Linked DNA regions of Hordeum vulgare: region 2 is linked to region 1. Evidence: chromatin contacts called from public Hi-C data. All regions are on one chromosome and are shown on one strand. The core of a region is the stretch at or near the end of the contact, and the rest is flanking DNA. Distances in the headings are between cores, read along the strand shown. Region 1 holds the start of LOC123448728 (protein transport protein yos1-like). Region 2 overlaps LOC123448731 (COP1-interacting protein 7-like).

Region 1 (3,036 bases), core at 334-2,833:
ACACCATAAAGTTTCTCCGTATTGGATGTCTGTATCGGAGGCCCGCATTGTATTTGTTTCAATTCCAATTCAGCCAGGAAACTGTAATGGACATGAATACAAATTCAGTTGTTTGGATGTCTATTAAATTAGCTCACGGAACCGTCCTGAGGTTTCAATATGGAATCATGTTTGAGTGTCAAACTATGGAGTTGCATAGCAACATTAGTATATGCATGAAAACAGAAGTTGTAGAATGTGTGACTATAATTGGATGATTATATAGTAAAAAAAATCATCAAATATTCTAGAAATCGAGGACCACACTTCATACACAACATCGTGCAAAGATCATGGAAATTTCTTTTAGTTAAGGCAACTCATCATAGCAAGTTACTTCTGACCCATCATACATTTCTTTCAGCAAGTACTTCCTATGAACATATCGAAGCTCCTTCATCACTAAAGCACCGTACACTCTTCTGTGCTCTCTGCGTACTAAGATAAGCTAGGACAAGACAAACCGACTCAACATGCATCCTGTCAATATGATCCTTTTCCTTTTTCTTCTTTGTTCTCTTTGGTAACGGAAGCAATCAAATTCATTTGTGACATGATGCAGCTACAATGCACATGTATCATGTTAATTTTGGGCTAAATTCAATATAACCATGCATCATTCAATATATAATACATGACAAGCATGCATGATATCACACATAAGCAAGCATCATATCCATCAGACAAAACCACACAAGAATGCACCAGACAACCACATAAGCATGCATCAGACCACCACATAAGCATGCATCATACTCCCTCCGTTCCTAAATATAAGTCTTTTTAGTGGTTTTTACTGGGGACTACATACGGAGCAAAACGAGTGAAGATACACTCTAAAATATGTCTATATACATCTGTACGTAGTCCCTAGTGAAATCTCTAAAAAGACTTATATTTAGGAACGGAGGGAGTATACATTATCTTACTGGTGCACAATTTTGCATCATCATCATACCTCAGATCGGCCTAGAGGGGTTCCAATTTTTGAGCCAACCTGCAACAAGAGAACACAACATTGGTTAGCAAATGAATATGAACAAGACAACCAGGGGAGGGAGGGAGAAAAAGTAGAGGGCTGGCTACACAGAGGAGGACCAGGAGCTAAGGAAGAAGGGTGGAGGAAGAATTATGGAGGAAGAAGGGGAGCCGTTGTGGTGGACCAAGAAGGGGAGCCCTCTTGGTTATGGCCTGCGGCAGCGAGGGCGGAGGGCCAAGGGAGAAGAGATGGCCTCCGGCGGAGGGCCACCGCAGTTCGCAGGTCCAGGAAGGAAGGGAAGGGGCGACGACGGATGGGACTGCAGCCGCGGGCTGCAGTGGTCAGATGGAATCTGACTGCGGCAAGCAGCGCCGGAGAGAACGGAAAGGGATGGCACCGGAGGAGGGCAAGGATCAGCTGCGGAGGAAGAAGGGAACTGAAGGGCGAAGACCATACCTGCTCCGCCGTGCAGGATCTGCCTGGGCGCTGCGTCGATCTGGCTGCCACCTCTGTCCTCTCTCGACCCCTTCCTCTGTCTCGTGGTGGAAGGAGGAAAGAAAAGGCCCGAAACGTTTCTTTTTGCAGCCAATTAGGCCGAAATTGAAGGTGCAGGCCTCTGTATTTTATTTTATTTTTGAACTGTGCAGCCTTCGTATTGCCGCGATGGATGGGGTAAATCCCTATTCGCCGCATTATGTGTCTAAATGTGCAGGCTTCGCACAGGGGCTCCCACGCTGCGTTTGGTAATGCACCGGTCCATTTACATGCCAACAGCTTCGGTTTTGGGAACCTTGTAGAGGTTTTCAACCGGTTTTTTTCGGTTTTGATAACTTTCTAGAAGATTTCCAGAACTAGTTTTTTATTATTCTTTTTTGTTTTTTTTCTGTTTCTGTTTTAACAATGTTCTGAATTTTGAAAAAATGTTCCGAAATTTCAAAAAGTGTTTTGGATTTAAAAAATATTTCAAAATTTGATAAATGTTCCAGAATTTTAAAAATGTTCAAGCAATTAAAAAAATGTTTCAGAATTTTAAAAAATGTTTCGGAATTTTAAAAAATGTTCTGGAATTTTTAAAAATGTGAAAAGAGGTTAAAATTTTAAAAATGTTCCAGAATTTGAAAAAATGTTTCAGAGTTTGGAAAAATATTTTGGAATTTGAAAAATGTTCCAAAATTCAAAATATGTTCCAGAATTTTAAAAAAATGTTCAGGAATTTTAAAAACTGTTCCAGAATTCAAAAACATGTTCCAGATTTAAATAAATGTTCCGGAATTTAAAAAAATGTTCCAAATTATGAACAAATGTTCTGAAACTAAAAAATAATATTCTGATATTTTTCCTGAAATGTTTCAGATTTTTTAATTGCTGATCGCTAACATCTTTTTTGTGGTCTTCACATTCGCTACTGGTGGCTAACTTGGGCAGGCCCAGTCGGGGCGACCCCCTGTGCATCCGCTCGGCAGTTGCCGCAACCAGCGGCGCATAGGAGGTCCCATGAGTGGGCCCGTGCAGGAATCTTCTATTTACCGCTCGCAGGGAAAAAAAGAAGGCAAGGGAATTTAATGGGCTGCTCCATTAGCGCTTAACTGATTCCGGTTTTGGGAATTTAGAGGTTTTCGATCGGTTTTTTTGTTTTGGCAAATTTCTAAAAGGCTTCTAACCGTTTTTTTCGTTTTTTCTTTATTGTTTTCTGTTTCTTTTTCAAAAAATGTATTGGATTTAAAAAAATGTTTCGGATTTTCAATTACTTTTTTCAAATACAAAAAATGTTTTTTCTTTTTAGAAAATGTTATAAATTCAAATACTTGCAGTTTTTCAAAAACATTCAGAACTTCAAAAAATGTTTGTAATTTTTAGAAAAAGTTCGTTTTTTAGAATAATGCTTGGCATTTTAAGTAATTGTTCTGCATTTTCAAAAAATGTTTAGTATTTTCAAAAAAAGTTTGAAATATCAAAATTTTGTTTAACTTTTAAACTAAGTTCATGTCTGAAATTTATTCTTAAATTTTCAAAATGTT
Region 2 (3,036 bases), core at 289-2,788, 860 kb after region 1:
GTTTCTGATGGAGAGGATGAACAAGAAGAATCCGGTGCTAGTGATGGTGTAAATTCCAGCAGGAGAACTTTTGATGGTTCCAAGACTAATAGCATCTTATCAGGTACTTTTCCAGCCATAATTCAGTGAGAGCTTCTCATCTAACATACTGTAGTTTTTCAAGCTCACGCTTTAGTGCTTGAGCCTCTCAGTATTTTGCATCTAAAGTTCCTTCCAAATGTGCACGCGGCAACGTAATAACGCAAAGCAAATCTACATAAACAGAACAGCTATGTGTTTCTGTGAAATATACAGCCACTAGAGTACCGTTGTCCCTGAATATTTGTCATGTTCACGAAATAATTATTTTCCTATATGAATAAAATTCCAGGTATACATTGTTGAATCTAAACCTCCTATTTTTCAGCTCAATCAACCACCAACAGCTTCAATGCCACGAGCTCGGATAGGCTACGGGACAGACCTGGAGCTGCACCGTCAACTAAAGGCTAGTTCCTTGTACCCAAAACAAAATTATGTTCACTTGTATTGTATCTAGAGTTGAGTAGACGTGAAAGCACCCCTAATACATTCATTTGTGCCTCTTTGTACTTGCAGCAGCATCAAGGTCATTCTTCTCCCTCTCAAACTTCCGGAGCAGCAAAACCGCCGAGTCAAAGCTTCGATAGATAGCATGCATGCCGTTGTTATACGTGGCCCCGTTAGATGTAAAAATGGTTTGAGGTGATTGATTGTTGAGAACGGAGCCAGGTTGTTTGTATCCGGTTCTGCTTTCCCGCTGTCTCCTTCGTCTTGCTGTACATCTTTTAAGTATTTTTGGAGTTGTTTGAGAGGACTGGTATGTTACCTTTCTCCTTCTTTCCTTTTTGCTGGTGATCTTGACTGATAACTGCCGCAGAAGACAGATTTAACTGCATCCAGTTAGTTGGTTATATCAGGCAGCTTGACTAGAACTGATTGATGATCCACTGTTGGTGTCGCCAACCTCTGAGATTTGAAGCTAAAACTCTGAAGGCTTATATGACTTGTTGTTCCAAGTTCTCATTTAGCTGTTTGGCGTCAAGATTCTCACTAAATTTGTTCTCATTTAGCTGTTTGGCGTCAAGATTCTCACTAAATTTGTTCTCATTTAGCTTTTTTGGCGTCAAGATTCTCACTAAATTTGTTCTCATTTAGCTTTTTTGCGTCAAGATTCTCACTAAATTTGTTCTCATTTAGCTGTTTGGCGTCAAGATTCTCACTAAATTTGTCCTCATTTAGCTGTTTGGCGTCAAGATTCTCACTAAATTTGTCCTCATTTAGCTGTTTGGCGTCAAGATTCTCACTAAATTTGTTCTCATTTAGCTGTTTGGCGTCAAGATTCTCACTAAATTTGAGTAAACGCTCCTGATTAGATTTCACTCGGTTACCATGATCTGAAATGCTTTTTCAACAAACCTCTACCCAGGAAAAAGAGGCCCGAAATAGACACCGCAACCGCATACGATCACGCCACACATAGATACAGACAGAAGTGGTGGACATCAGTCCATTCAAAGGGAAGAAAAAAAATACATAGGTGAGCCCAGGTGGACATTTATTTACTACTGCACACATAAGCATGGCCGTGCCCATCACAGGTATCCAGCAGCGACTTAGAGAAAGGGAAGGGGAGGGGCAGATGAAGGATTCAGAAGGGAGGCGCCAGAGACTTGGATAAGAGTTGGCTCATAGTGACGAGGGGCCTCAAAACCATGGAGGTTGATGAGTGTGGCCGCAACGTTAGCGAGCCCGGCATCCGGAAGGTCCTTCCGGAATCCAGCCCCTGGCGCAAGCCCTGGACCTCCGATGGCGATGGGGACCTGCAGCGTGCCGGGTTCAGTTAAGAAAGACGGTGAGAACTCGAGACACTCGTCGTCGTTGGACGTGGGATGATGAAGCAAACAAGCATATCCGATGCGGACTCACTGGATTCAGTGTGTGCGAGGTAAGGGGCTGCACATTCCCGTCTTTGTCGCGAATTGGTTTCCCGGATTTGTCTCTTTTCACCATGTCCTCGGCATTGCCATGGTCTGCGGTGACCACGAAGATGCCGCCTACTTGTTCGATGGCGTCAAGAATAATCTGAATCAGAGAGACAATTGTGACCATCATACAGTAGTAAGCAAGCAAGCACATCCTTTCACGCGTCAACACCAGCTCCATTCGTGATAGGCGTGCACTGCGGGGATGCCATGCGTACGTACGTACGTACCTTGACGGCTTCATCAGCGGCCTTGCACCCAACGATGGTGGCTTCAAGGTCACCTGTGTGCCCAACCATGTCTCCATTCGGGATGTTTACCCGTACCTACAAAACCACCACGTCATTCTTTTCACTACTACTAGACACCAGTACCGTAGTACGAGTAGTTGCTAACAGTTACTCCCTCTGTACCAAAATAATAATAATAATAAATACAATTATTTTGGTAGAGAGGTTGTACAAATGAGTACTATCTCATTTGTCTACTTGCACATGCATGCATGGACTTATGCTTGAGGAGCATCTCATTGTGCCAAGTACCTGATCAAATTTGCCACTTAGGATGGCACCCCGTGCCTTCTCTGCAACTTCCACGGCCTTCATTCTTGGCTGTTCATTAAAGGCTATACCAGTGTCACTTGGAATTTCTTCGTATTTCTCGAGGTTTGGGTTGAAGCAGCCCGACCGGTTCCCGTTCCAGAAAAAGGTGACATGACCAAATTTCACAGTCTCGCTACATGTCAAAACCACAAGATATGCTCAAGTATATACTAGAATGTTGAGAGATAAGAGAGGCTCTTTACACAGCACACCTGAAAGTGTGTACCTGCAAGCGTAGATGCGTACGCCATTGTGCGCCAGGTACTCACCGGACGTCCTCTCGATCTCCGGGGGAGCAACAAGGTAATGACTTGGCAGCTTCAGTTCGCCGTCATACTGAAGCATACCAGCATAGCGAACCTTGGGGAATCTGACACGGTCGAATTTGTCGAAATCCTCGTACTCTAGCGCCTTCGCAAGCATCACCATTC

The links. A called contact is a pair of places that touch in the nucleus more often than the background predicts.
Region 2: a contact with region 1 is called in a Hi-C map of leaf, with 5 times the contacts expected there. The contact joins the enhancer-like site here to the promoter of LOC123448728 in region 1. A contact is called at or near these places in 2 of 6 Hi-C or Micro-C datasets (leaf and seedling).

What each region holds. Positions count from the first base shown.
Region 1 is chr4H:399,641,950-399,644,985 of MorexV3_pseudomolecules_assembly, forward strand. LOC123448728 (protein transport protein yos1-like) reads right to left here and starts at 1,584. Exons shown (of 3, transcript XM_045125708.1): 1 at 1,475-1,584; 2 at 998-1,036.
Region 2 is chr4H:400,500,518-400,503,553 of MorexV3_pseudomolecules_assembly, forward strand. LOC123448731 (COP1-interacting protein 7-like) reads left to right here. Exons shown (of 11, transcript XM_045125718.1): 9 at 1-103; 10 at 407-487; 11 at 601-1,048. The coding sequence ends at 668. It overlaps LOC123448732 (2,3-bisphosphoglycerate-independent phosphoglycerate mutase-like), which reads right to left. Exons shown (of 9, transcript XM_045125720.1): 5 at 2,832-3,036; 6 at 2,546-2,738; 7 at 2,234-2,329; 8 at 1,948-2,103; 9 at 793-1,841. The coding sequence ends at 1,635. Among protein-coding and RNA genes, the nearest start is that of LOC123448731, 7.2 kb to the left of the region's middle. Within about 2 kb of position 1,539, at least 1 of the 3 cell types and tissues checked has open chromatin away from gene starts, as enhancers often do. A contact at or near this core is called in leaf, where this site is marked.